Linked DNA regions of Mus musculus: region 2 is linked to region 1. Evidence: chromatin contacts called from public Hi-C data. All regions are on one chromosome and are shown on one strand. Each heading gives the region's core, a stretch centred on a gene start, on an enhancer-like site or on the middle of the called end of the contact. The rest is flanking DNA. Distances are from core to core; before and after follow the strand shown. Region 1 overlaps Map2k5 (mitogen-activated protein kinase kinase 5). Region 2 overlaps Aagab (alpha- and gamma-adaptin binding protein).

Region 1 (6,967 bases), core at 2,799-5,298:
TGGACCCTTGTCATAGAGTAAGTTAGGAACAGTCTCCTTGACGCAGAGCTGTGAGTTGTTAGGGAACCAGGGGACCTGGCATTCTTTTACCAGAGGTTCACACCAGGCTACATAGCACCTATCATTTCAGGAACTCTAAGGATTCCCTAAAGGTCTTTGTCTGTTGGAAGGCGTGTGAAGAAGAGATCGAGGAAATCGCCCTGAATACCGAAGAAGGCCATCTAGCTTTTGTCCGTGAGGAAGTTAGGAACAAGGTTCAGGGAGACTGCTTAATGATGACTCCCCGACCTGATGGCTCCCCATTTCCTTCCTGTAAGCAACTGCTTGGTGTTTGCATAGGTGTTATGTGTAGGCACCATCCAGTAGTTCATGAAGGATATGGAAATCCAAGGGTTTCATTCTTTTACCAGAGGTTCACACCAGGCTACATACATAGCACATATCATCTCAGGAATTCCAAGGATTCCATAAAGCCCACAGAGAGCCCAAGTGGCTAAACCTGCTGTGAAAGAATAAATAGTTGAGGCCTGGCTCCTGCCCTCAATGAGCTTCTGGAAGAACACACCACAGTCTTGTGTGCACCTCTTACTCAGGGTGTTATTGTAATGCTGTAGGGATGAGGACAAGGGAGGGCTGCTGACACCTCCGGGGAGACAGAGCTAACCCGGCTCTGTAGTGGGCCGAGCAGTTGAGCAGCCTTATTCAGAGCTTTCTGTGTCGCCTGCTGTCAGAAACATTGTTTTTCTGGGTTCAGTTGCTTAATGGTAAGAGGTTCATAGTGCTGTGCCTTTTTTTTTCCCTAAGTACTTTATAGAAGGTTTCCTACGTACCTTTTTTTTTTTTTAATTTTGATCTTCCTAGTGACTTTATGGTGAGTGAGGCAGGTAATCTCCCCATTATTACAATTGACTATTTGGACACAAGCCTGTGTGCCTTTCCTTAGGTCACAACTAGTAAACATGGCTGCAGCCAAGGCTTACTTGTTCTGTGATTCACTCACTCATTCACCTACTCAGCTAGATTCCAAGAGCCAGGATATTCTGGGTGATACCACACTGACCAAGGAGCATGCAGGAGGTGTGCACGGTGATGTGCAATCCAGGTCCTCCCCTCCTCTCAAGACACAAATACTTACCTTCCATGCTGCTGGGCAGCAGCGGAGAGAAACCCAGATTAGGACTGTAAAGCCAACCCTTACCAGGCAGAATGACAAGTGATAAATGCTGGGGCATAGGGTGCCTGTGAATACGGAAAAGCACTGAATCCATCTTTGAGGAAGGACAGTGGAGGCTTCTGGAAGAACTTGGTGTCCTGGTGGGGTGGACAGAGCCCGTGGGACTGGGAAGGGTGTTCTGGGCAGAGGAGCGGTGCATTTAAAGCTTTAGAGGCCTGGGGAATTCGGGAGAAGCTGCTTGAGATTCAGCCTGTAGGGATAACAGGAGAAGGAGGGTGTGTGGGAGAAGAGTTCTAACACACAGACATAGTGTGGGCTGTTTCAGACCAAAGACAGAGGTGGCTGCAGGTGTAAAAGGGCAGGAGATCTTGTAGAGGTCAGATGTGTGAACCCAGGTGGGCAATATGGGAAGGGAGGTGGCCAGGGCCAGTCCAAGCCATCTGTTAGAGCACAGCATGGCTTGGTAAACTCAGGTGGCAGAAAACCAGACTAGAGTCCAAGGGAGGGTAGAGAGGCAGGAAATGCAGTTTTTGATTGTAGCATGGGAGGAGGCTCTGGTCAACCAACTAGATATGCTCCAAATCTGAGAGAGACATCTAGGCTGGAAATAAAGCTTTGTGACTCGGCAGGCTCCAGTTAGTCTCCATGACTCCTCTGGTGATGGAGACCTGGGAAGTGGGGCAGGGGATACACAGTGAAAGGGAGGGTGAATAAGGAGCCATAGGGGCCTTACCTCCATTAAGGGCTCATTCTCAGGAACTAGAATGAGGCTCGCTGAGGATGGGGGTGCTGGGTAGGGGGATGTCTGAGTAGACATCCCCAGAGGCTATCGGTGCAGAGGGCTTTGTGCCCTTTTCTCAGCCAGGGAAGATGGCTGAGCTCACACACTGTGGGAGCAATGAATGCAGAAGCCAGGGCTTTCTGCTAGCTCAGCAGTCTGCTTGGTGATTCTGTCTGTTTAGTTAAAGGTTTGGCGGATATGCTACCCACCTACTTTTTAATTCTTAAATAGTAAGCACGTGTTTCATGTTTTAAGCATTGAACTAGAATAAAACTTTTTTTTTTATTGTTCACTAATAACCTATGCTTATTGGTAAGCCATTTGTCTCACCTATTAAGCAGTTGATTAGGGTAGATGTATGGGAAATTAGAAAAATGTATGAGGTATTCAGTATTGAGTCCAACATGTACAGGCATTTGTGGGGCTGAGGGTTGTCCCCCTTCATAGAGAATCTAAGGCTTGTAATATTAAACTGTGTTGTTTTGAACTCAGGTTGTTGATTTTCTTTTTTAATATCATAGATTTCCATTAAAATTTGAGTTATTGATTGAATTATGCTGTTATAATTAGAATTGGGTTCATAACAAATAGGGACACTGCTTGATAAACTTGCAAACAAAGGAAGCAATTGTACTTGTTGTCCTTTGCTGAATCTGGCCTTCCTTTGGAGATTAATTATATTTTTGGATAACTACACTAAACTCTGCCACATTCTTATTAAAACTGTTAAGGGTTTTAAAGAACATCTCAGAGAGACTCTGAAACCGATCCAAGCCTGGTGCTAGAGATTCCATTAGCTATCGTAAAACTGATTAATCTTTTACCTGGTTAGCATATTGATTATTGCTGCAATTACTGCTTGTAATGGATTATGGGAGGGACAGCTGAAGCAAGCGCACTAACTGCTGCCTGTGGGATTCGTTTAGGCACCTGTTCTATAGTTTCTGTATGTAATCTGCGCTTTACATGCGAGAGTGCACCTAAGGTAGGAAGTGCCAGGCTAAGTGTTGCTGATTGCTGAGCCTTGGGAGGTGATGGGCTGTGTGGATTTGAGCGTATGAAGTCCTTCACTCATGCTGCTGCTGCTGCTGCTGCTGCTGTTTAGCCTGGGATTTCACAGTAACCTGGGTGATAAGGCAAACATTCTCACTCTCCTTTGGAAGCCACGATGCCTGAGGAGATTGGGTGACTTTCTGAGGGCTGTGCACAGTAGTGATTGGTAGAATCAGGGTCCAGCCCCATTTTAGTCAGTACACACTTCACAAACACCTACTGTGTGTAGATCGTATGTTGAAGTAAAAATAGCTAACATGTGGTAGATGACCACATTGTGACTTTTCTGTTCAACTCATGTTAGCTGTCTTGGTGTCTGAGGTCTAGGCTTCTCTGTTAGGACTTGCTTTTTTTCTTTTGTTTTGGTCAAGCCAGAGTCTTGTCTCTGCCATCACTGATGATTTTATTACTATTTAGAACAAAATGGGAGAGAATAAATGAGAAGGATGCAAAGACAGAGGGCCAGACTTCATTAAAACCAGTGGTTTAGTTGTGATCTTTGCTATTTCTCTGTGAGGCTTACAGCACTCCTCTGGCTGGAATCCATCTTACATCCCAGCAGAGTGAGATACAGCAAGGCAAGGCAGCATTACCCCACTGGTGCCATGGGTCAGGAGACAGCCAGTGTGAGGTTCCCAGGGATGGGCCCTCCAGGCCTCGAGCGCCTTTATCATTCATCTGGGCAGCAACAGACCTAGCAGCTTGGCAGCCTCGTAGCCTGGTGAGAGTGCTCTGTGCCAATGTCCTGCACATGCCCCGCGTTTTTCCCTTGCCTGTAGGGAGTGCTACATAGGCAGCAGCGGCCCACAAGCTCACAGTGGGTTCACACCATGGGCTTGGTTGCTACCCAGTTCTGTGTGTTTGTCCATCTCTAGCCTAATATGTCAGCAGGGGAAAGGCACTTGAGTTTGAGAGAGCTGTAAGAAAGTAAAAGTAAAGCCGAATTAACTGTTTGAGAGAAAAGTCTTAATCAGCACAGTGTGTATCACTGCAGAGGGACTCTGTTAATCATAGTACGGAGAGCTGGGTATACACTGCCTAAATTTTTCACAGTGGTTACAAACATATATGCAGTTTTCCAGTTGATTTGGCACAGTGCTAAGATGAAAGTGAAAGCCTTTTTTATTTATTTTGGGGGGTAAATAAATAAAGCTGGAAAACAGGTCAATTTCATGCATGCAAGGTTTTATAGTAGGGGAAAGGCACTGCACCTGTCCTGACCCTCACACTCGAGGTTATTTGTTCTCAGACTTGACCCCGAGCACCCGTTTCAGACAATTCTATAATTAGTTTGTTAGATAAAGCATAAGGATATTTTTTTCCTGATTTCTAGGACCATAGCAAAGTAGAAACCTACTGTACATAGCAGTTAATTAAAGAAAAGCAGTAACTATGGGCATGGCCACAGTGCTGTCTTGTATCAGTATAAAAAGGCAGGGATTTCTTTGACAGCCACTGATTGGAAAGTTGCTTGCAGCCTTCCAGAAGCAAGGGTACATGCTGTGGATCAATAACCGGCAAATTTCCCATTAAAAAGAATACCTGAGCAATGTTCCAAATAGCCACTGGCATCTTAATTTTCCGCAGAAACCTCAAGTACTTGTGTGCCTGCCGAGGACAAGTCATTTTCGGACAATTTTTCCAGACTACTTGTTAACAGTTATTGCTGTCCCGAAAGGTTGACAGCCGACATGATTGATATTTCACTTACCTGTCGTCACCGTGTGAGTAATGGCAAGTGCACTGTACTTCCTTGCTTTTCGGGAGCAGCCTCTGTGGCCCTAGTGTATTCCAACATGATTTGCACATTTTTCCGCTGTGCGTATTTAAGTTTTTAGGTCCTTAGAAAGAGAGAATTGCCTTCCTTTACAGTTTGAAAGCCATTGCAGGAGGGCTGTGTGCATCTTGGTCATCAGCCAGCTGTCCCTCCTGCCCCTGCCACCACGGTCACCTTCACCTTCCTTGTTTGCAGTGCAGAACAGAAGGCCTTGGCTTTCTCAGCTTCTGATCTTCACAGTGATGCAGAATATTCAGACCTTTGCATATTTTGGAGGAAAAAGATTGATTCTAAAATAACCTTAATGTATATAACACCAATAAAAAGATTCCAGTTTTTAAAATTTATTTTTATTTTATGTTCATTGCTATTTTGTCAGGTCCCCTGGAAGTAGAATTACAGATGGTTGTTAGCTGCCATGCGGGTGCTGGGAATTGAACAGAGTCATCTTGAAGAGCATCCTTTGGAAAAGCAGTCAGTGCTCTTAACCGCAAAGTCAGTTCTCCAGCCCCAAGATAGAAGGGTTTTTTAGAATGTTAGTAAAAATCAAATTTCAGGAATTTCCTGAAAATGTCGTAGTTAAGTGGTATGTGCATATTTAAATATAAAAACAGCAAAAATGAGAAATGGGGAGAGAGTGTCCTGCTTTTGATAAGCCCTTAAAGCACAAAGTCAGGGCGGGAGAGATGGCTCAGTGGTTAAGAACACTGACTGCCTTTCCAGGGAACTGGGGTTTGATTCCCAGCACCCACACAGTGGCTCACAACCATCTGTAATTCCAGATCTTTTTCTGGTCTCTGCAGGTACCAGGCATGCTAGTGGTGGATATATGCAGGCATACACATAAATACCCATACACATAAATAAATAAAAAAACAATTTTAAGCCTAGTCAGTGGTTTTCATTGTAGGTATTTTTCTTCATGAACATTATTTTCTTGTTTGTTCAGCTTAAAGAAGTATAAAAAGGTACAGAAGCCATCTCCACATATAGGCAGATAGGTGGAGCAGGCAGTGTTCCAGGAAACAGTGTGCTTAGTATTTTGGGCTTATTTTATGAGGGACAGTGAGCTGTTGTTTTACTCAAGACCTTATGCTTTATGTGCCTAGAATTTTACAGTAAGCTTTGATCCATCTTAAAGTGTGCCTAAAGCCAAATTACGAATCAGAAGGAGACTTGTTAGGAGACTGCTTTTACATGGGAGTTCTGCTGTCCTTGGTTGAGTACTATGTTGTTCACTGGGCCCAGCAGTCTCTTCAACTTCAGTCCTATTAGCTCTGTGCTTTATACACAAATGTGTGTGTTTGATTGACTGACATGTGAATTCAAGCCAAATATTGAGCCTATTCATTTTGCTTTACAAATTTCAGAGGAAAAGCACAAGAAGCAATTTGAGTAATTTCTATAAAATGCTTTTTTATGATTTAAAATATATATCATTTTAAAGTATGTTAAATACTAACATGGGGTCTTAGTTAATACTGTTAGTCTTAAAGATAAATGGTGGTATGGACGATAACCCCCTACTAGACTTCCAAATCTTGAATACATTCACTGTAGCAATTTTGATGTGCAACTAGAGACACTGTGTACTCAAGGCTGATGTGTGCATACCAGCCATTTACAAGAGTACCATGAATTAAACAGCCCGTAAGTGTCTGTCCCAGTGTCCATACATTACTGAGTAATCTCTTTCTATTATCTCTTTGCAGTATTATTCCACAGTAATGGAACAGCAAGTAAATGGCCAGCTAATAGAGCCGCTGCAGATATTTCCAAGAGGTAATGTTGAACAAATTCTAATCAACAGTGATTATTTCAGCAAACTGTTTGATCACCAGCTATGCTTTCCAAAGGTTTAAATGCACATAGCATGATGTTTAGCTCATAATCTGAAAAAAACAAAAGAAGTATTCATTATCATGGGGGATTGCAAGCTACATTATAGTTATAGCAGATAAAATATCTAATCTACTAGAGTAAATTAAACTAACTAGATTGTTTTTTTTTTTTGAAGTGCATACTTACATTCGCTTAAAGAACTCTTTGGGAGTCCCCATGATTCTAAAGCAAGGCAGATGGCTGGCTTTAGTTCTGGACTTATGACTTGTGGCTCATAATGATGGTGAAGGCTGCTGTTGAGATGAGAGCTGTTAGCTTGTGTGGAGGCTGTGAGAAATGG
Region 2 (6,967 bases), core at 3,157-5,656, 270 kb before region 1:
AGGCTCTTGCTGTGATCACCCTAGGTTAGACCACAATCTTAGACGTCAAGCCAATGTTCTGCTCTCTCCAGACAGTACACTCACCGTCCTCCTCGGGCAGCTCCTCTGGGTTGAGTTCCACCAACTCAAAGCCATGTTTGATGCACCACTCTTGAGCCTGTTGTCGGTTTATTCCTAAAACAACACACAAAAGAATGTTAAGTAACTGACCTTCAACACACTCAGACCTCAACGTTTCCCCCGAATGTCAATGGCATTGTAAAGGCATCTAAAATAAAGCTACAGAACGAAAATGACCGCAGCCTCAAAGTATGCTGAAAACAACTAACGTGGCCACTGTGGGAGTATCAGAGAGTAACGGTGAGCAGAGCACATGGATGGACCCATCTTCATGGAAAGGTAAATCTGCAGGAAGATTGGGCCAGAGAGACTGTTCTTCCAGAGGTCCTGAGTTCAATTCCCAGCGACCACATGGTGGCTCACAACCATCTGTAATGGGATCCGAGGCCCTCTTCTGGTGTGTCCTGAAGACAGCAACGGTGTCCGCATACACACAAAGTAAATAAACCTTAAAACAGATCTGCAGGAAGGTCTCACCATCGTCACACACTCTATCACAGACCAGGATCATCACCTCAGCTAGCCATGCTTCTGCCAGAGGGAGCCACGAGGAGACGCTGTCAAGACCTGATTTCTATGGGGTGGAAATGAACAAAAATAAAGAGACACACTGAGGAACTCAGAGAACACAGAGGAGAAGCAGAAAGCTATGACAATGTCTGACTGAAGGCATCACAGAGCTTACCTGTGTGCTGTCAAAGTAAACTACAAACGCCTGGACTGACTCGGCAATCTCAGCAGTGACCAGGAACTTGCTTGGCACCACGCACAGGTTGATCTCTGCGGAATAGTACTTGTTATCGATGGTCCAGGGGTAAAACCTCACAGCATCGCTGGAAGTTGCTTCCACAACAGCATCTTCTGTCCCAAGGATATCTAAATAGACAACACAGTGACTCCATGGAAGGCACAGAACCCGATACACTGGCCAGTTTATTTAATGAGACGACCCAGGGCCAGATGACCCAGGGCCTCGGCTGCTTCCCCGTCTACAATGGATCTAAAGAGCCCCACAATTACTGGGAGAGTTTCTTCTCTAATGATTATTACAAAGGCAATGGTGACCTTATTTAAATCACTGGCTTTCCTTCTTTTTTCTGTTTTGCAATTCTGCAGGCCCTTCCAGTACTTGTCAAGTGCTGTTAACACTGGGCTACACAAAATTCATTAGCTCTAGATTAGACAGTAGTGGGGGTGGGAGGGGAGTGGAAGCTACCTTGATAAATACCCAGGAAAGAGCAAAGAGAAAAGAAAGAATGAGGGTATATTAATTTTATTATGTAAGTCCTCCATGGGAAGTAGATGACTGCAGAAATTCCTAACCACTTTGCACTTACTGCACGCTAAGAGGATGAGCGGATTAAGGCTAAGTCATTAATAAAATAGAGCTGCATATATTCCTTGGGCTAAATGCTTAGACATTAATTCAGTTAATGAAACAAAATAATAGATACTGATAAATGGCCCCAATTCTATTTATATCCATTCTTGTTCGGTCTTTGAAAACCACCCAAATCCTTATTTGACAGAGACACCACTGGCAAATTTAAAAACGTATCAAAGCAAATTAAATGTTTTCCATTATAACTAAATCTTTCAAAAATTTATGTGCTGTGCAGGTAGGAAAATTTCACTGCAGAACATGAATCACTGATGGGCGAACACACAGAACTGTGGTCACAGAGCCGTAGGAACACGCTGGTCCCTGCACCACACATTTACAACACACAGAACTATGGTCACAGAACACACAGAACTATGGCCACAGAGACATAGGAACATGCTGGTCCCTGCACCACACATTTACAACACACAGAACTATGGCCACAGAACACACAGAACTATGGCCACAGAGCCATAGGAACATGCTGGTCCCTGCACCACACATTTACAACACACAGAACTATGGTCACAGAACACACAGAACTATGGTCACAGAGCCATAGGAACATGCTGGTCCCTGCACCACACATTTACAACACACAGAACTATGGTCACAGAACACACAGAACTATGGCCACAGAGCCGTAGGAACACGCTGGTCCCTGCACCACACATTTACAACACACAGAACTATGGTCACAGAACACACAGAACTATGGCCACAGAGCCGTAGGAACATGCTGGTCCCTGTACCACACATTTACAACACACAGAACTATGGTCACAGAACACACAGAACTATGGCCACAGAGCCGTAGGAACATGCTGGTCCCTGCACCACACATTTACAACACACAGAACTATGGTCACAGAACACACAGAACTATGGTCACAGAGCCGTAGGAACACGCTGGTCCCTGCACCACACATTTACAACCGGGAGAGGTGACTGAAAAGGTTCCCAGCCAAGCTCCCCTACCCCACACCATCCCCACCACCTTCACCTTATTCAGAGGTGAAGAATGAGTGTGTTCTATGTGCACTAGGGTGTGCAGCTTGCACACTGTATATACACACAGAGGCTGGAGAGGACACCTACCGCTCTCCACCTTATTCCCTTGAGACAGCGTCTCTCATCAAACCTTCAGCTGGCTATGCTGGTGTCCAGGAGGCCCCTGTGACTCTCCTGAGGTTATGAGTGCACCTGCAACCATGCCTAAAGCCATGCCTCCCTCTTGTGTGGCCACACCCAGCAGTGGGTGCTGGTCTTTGAAATCCTTGTATGTCCAGCAAGAACTTTACATACTGAGCCATCTCTCCAACCCCTGCCTTACATTTTTGCCCAAGCGTCAGTCATTTCTCTTAAAGGAACAGATCTGTGCCCATGTCTGAAACTGACCTTTGACCTCTTTAACAAATTGGCAATCCTGCCTCACTTCCACTTTCAGTTACAACGCTTTATTTAGTGCTAACTCCATAGCAGCCAGCTACATACAATGTTCCTCACACCATGACAGCCCAGGTGGGCGCGCAGCAGGACAGAGGAGCTATTAAAATCTAAGGCTTTGTCTTCACATCAATTTCTCACAGAGAAAATAAGCAAACAATAAAACCAATTCCTAGACCAAAGTCCACCTCACAGTCTGAACTAATGCTCCAAGCTAACAGTAGCCTTGAATCACCCAGCCAGCACAGACCCCATCTTGTCCGTAGCACTGGGAGGAAGGCAGCCCAAGCCAGGTGAGGTCACAAAACACAGACGGGCTTGGGAAGGGTAGGAGGAGCCAACATGAAATGAGCCCTCATTCTTGGCTAATTTAAAATAACGAACTGGCTGTTTTTTAAAGAGGAAGGAAAACTAACAGCAGTATTTTTAAGAGGCGAAGAAGAAACCAAATGGACTAAGCCCCATGGCTTGCTGCTATTTCCTGAGTCCTGTACTTAAAAGCTGGAATCAATTTGGGGTTATGGTTTTTCCAAATCGGTGTCTTCAATGACAAAATACAATCAATTAAATTGCAAGTACATGCTAACTGCAACCGTGAACATCTGGATCTGCTAAGGGGTTGCACACACTAAGAAGCACCGGATGGTACACTTTAGTTGGGCAAACTGTATGCTGCACAGATTGTATGTTAATAAAGCTTTTTAAGATAAGTAAATAAACAAAAACAAACGGGAGATGGGGTGGCATATTTATTTCTTTTTGTGTTACACTCAGATGGGAATAGAACCAAAAACCAAACTGAATTTTAGTTTCTGGTGATTTAGTAGCTGCCTGGGTTCTGTTTTGTTTTACTCTTTGAACTTCCTCAAACAACTGCAGAGCCCAGTCTACTCAGCAGCACATTTCTGGCTTGGCATGTGTTATCTAATAAGATTGCTCAGTGAGGCTGGGTATGAACTTTGCTATCATATCTGTGCCAAGTAAGAAGTAGGAGAAGGATGAAGACTGCCTTATTCCAGTTCCTACTGTCAATACAGTGTAGAGAAGGGAGACCACGTGTGGAGCAGAGCCTAAAGCTAAAGCCAGCTAAAGCCAGCTTAGTGCATCTTTTCCTGCTTCCCTGAGATGCTGGCACTGTGACCTGGGCTCAGTCTCACCACCCTGGGGTATAACCACAAGCCAAAGCACACCCTTGGACTTAAAGAGCCACTGTCTCCCCAGGACTGAACAGGAACAGCAGAACGAGGGGACCACCGCCACCCCTTGAACCAGCAGGACAGTGAAACCATTCACAAATTGCTCACGGCATTTGAGGAGTGCTGTGGTATGAGAGCCTGCTTATGCTTGCACGGCCCGAAACACTCCCCCTTCTTTGCCTGTCATTATCCTGAATGTGGACGCCCTCAGCTCTTCTGTGTACAAAGAAATTCCCAGAGCAGCTCTGCCTTCCAGCCCTCCAGCTCTTATCCACTCTGCTGGCAGCCGCCTGGTGGAGCTGTAATACCTAACTTTTTAAGAGACAAACAGTAGGTGATTGATTACTAGGTCTGTTATTACACACTTGGATTCACACCTTAAAATAGTTCATTGTAGTGTAAAAAGTTAACATGTCACTCTAGGTCCCGCAGCAAATCCACCTCCCACCCTCACCCCCACCCAGTTAGAAGCGTAAGTACAAACAGCAGTCCCTACTTGAGAACCGGTTCTTCTGCAGCCAGGGAGTCTCCAGCTACCCCTCACCCCCACTTATTTTCTCACTTTGAGAGCTTATTTCCCCTACAGCCCCACTGGTGTTTAAAAGAAAGATTAAAGCTATGTGACAGAGGTTGCACGCACGACAGTCAGTGGAGTGACCCAACATTTGTCATCTATCTTCTGCATGGGCTTTGTGCCCTCACCTAGGACAGCAGGCCAATCTGGCAAGCCATCAGAGGAAAGAGGAGGTAGCAAGGTGCACTTCAGAATCAGTGAGAGGTGAGTGAGCCTCTTGGCACTCATTAGGAAGCATTCTCTAAACACCACACAAACCGTTTACACACACACACACTCACGTACACGAAAACACCTGACCTCCTTTTACTTAGACATTTCAGCCCAAAACAACAGTAGCAGCAGCAGCGTTCCAATGGTAACAGAGTGCTGCTGTACCTGGCATTACCCATGTGTCTGTAGTGGTAGTGGTAAGAGCACTTACTTAACACCAACAGATTTCATGGCCAGATCGTACTTTCCATGGCTTTAGAGAGGTGACACTTGCCAAGGCAAATCAGGACAATCCTTCCAGAGACCAGCACTGTTCTGAGAATGTAGTTTCCTGAGTGTCTGATCCTCCTGCCTCCACCTCCTAGGTGCTGGGATTACAGGATGTGGCATACATCAGCGTTGTGAGGTGCTAGGGGTGGAACCCAGGGCCTAGTCAAGCTAGAGAAGGACTTTACCAACTGAGCCACATCCTTAACTCAGTTTTTATCCTACAAACTGAAACTGCCTTCCCGGCAGGCATCAGTGTCTCCCACTCAGGCTACAACAGTTGGTCACGGGTTCCTCTTTCCAGCTGACCCCAAGGTGCCTCTTCCTTCCCTTTGTGCAGCCAGCACCAAGCAAGCAGAGGAGACCACTGGAAATGAGCCACTACAGCCCTGCACGTGAGGGCTATCCAGAGGCTGGCCAGAGTGCACCTCAAATAGAGACAAAACTCCTGTTGTGGCTTCAAGACTGAAATGTGTAAGAAGGTGCAGGGATGGAACACAGGGGAGGCTCGAGATGGATGTTCATTCCCATGGCGTAGAGTGATGGCTTAGTGGTTAAGATAACCTGTTAATTGTTCGAAAGGACAATTCCTAACACTCACACGATGGCTCACAATTACGTGTAACGTCAGTTCCATGAGGTCTGATGCTCTCTTTTGGTCTCCATAGGCACCAGGCACAAATGTGGTGCATAGATGTAGAACACCATACACATAAAAATAAAATTTAATTTTTAACAAATGTCCATTCCCCAAGTCCCAACTCAGCTTTCTCTGTGCTCCTCCTGACTTTGCGGTTGGAGCCACACGCAGCTCTTATGAGGAAAGTCTCCGTCAGGCTGCGCAGGGACGGCTTCTCATCTAGCCTGACCACCTTGTAAAATATGACGTCTCAAAAGCTTTCTTTTCCATTGTGGAGGCAGAAGAGAAAGCAATTAGGAAAATTACAGGAGGCAGGGGAGTCTGATGTCAGCCGAAGGGGAAGATAGCCATATGAAAGAGGAGAACCCAGGGAGATGTGGTTGGGAAAAGCGTGAGACCCGGGGTGTCCATTAGCCAGCAGGTAAAATGGCCTCAGAAACCTCACCGTGCCTCTGTTGTTGCAACTGGCACAACCACTGGGCCAAAACTCTGCGAGGGAGAATGTCTTCTGGGGGTTGCATGCTGTCAGACGCTTCAACCGAGAAAGAAAACCACACACACACCACAAGATCTCAGTGCTGTGTGCCAAGGACCCGAGCTGCTGAAACCAGAATGCCAGGGCAGTGACGCCACTCTGACAAATAAATGTCAGCAAATTCCCATCTGGAGTTCCCTGAGTAGCCATCATGCAGCCTCCCACACAGGCACGGGTCGCCTTTGTTTTGGGGGCAGTGTGGAGCCGCTGAGGGAGGCCTGGACTTCGAGCACAGCAGGGTGGCACAGCTGCAGGCCACTGCTGAACAGCAGCAGAGACCCCGCTTCCCTTCTAAGGCTTCCTGCCTCCTGGCCGCCCCTGTTCTCTGCTGGCCACTAGAAACCCATGTTTTCACATGCTCGTAGGCTTTTTATATCACAGCGGAAAGTTTTAAAACTTGAAGCAGAGGAAATCCAACTCAACCCTCCCCCTTTTCTTCCAGTTTACTTTCTCCCAGTAGTCATCTGGAATTGGTCACCATGGCCTCATCTTAAAATAATTGTATGTGTGTGTGTGTGTGTGTGTGTTAATGCTTGGGCATATGTGCACATGTGGTCTCTGTTTGCCTTTAAAAGACCTCACAATGCAATGG

The links. A called contact is a pair of places that touch in the nucleus more often than the background predicts.
Region 2: a contact with region 1 is called in a Hi-C map of liver, with 3 times the contacts expected there. The contact joins two enhancer-like sites. A contact is called at or near these places in 2 of 39 promoter capture datasets (the 3T3-L1 cell line and hippocampal neurons), 4 of 484 Hi-C or Micro-C datasets (embryonic stem cells, epidermal suprabasal cells, liver and 1 more), 1 of 115 datasets of contacts at active chromatin or transcription factors (bone marrow-derived macrophages) and 1 of 9 other capture datasets (macrophages).

Annotation. Positions count from the first base shown.
Region 1 is chr9:63,342,987-63,349,953 of GRCm38.p6, reverse strand. It overlaps Map2k5 (mitogen-activated protein kinase kinase 5), which reads left to right. Exons shown (of 22, transcript NM_011840.3): 4 at 6,498-6,567. Among named protein-coding and RNA genes, the nearest start is that of Map2k5, 31 kb to the left of the region's middle. Within about 2 kb of position 4,048, at least 16 of the 459 cell types and tissues checked have an H3K27ac peak or open chromatin away from gene starts, as enhancers often do. A contact at or near this core is called in liver, where this site is marked.
Region 2 is chr9:63,610,715-63,617,681 of GRCm38.p6, reverse strand. Aagab (alpha- and gamma-adaptin binding protein) reads right to left here. Exons shown (of 10, transcript NM_025857.3): 2 at 806-996; 3 at 598-694; 4 at 85-174. Among named protein-coding and RNA genes, the nearest start is that of Aagab, 12 kb to the right of the region's middle. Within about 2 kb of position 4,406, at least 138 of the 459 cell types and tissues checked have an H3K27ac peak or open chromatin away from gene starts, as enhancers often do. A contact at or near this core is called in liver, where this site is marked.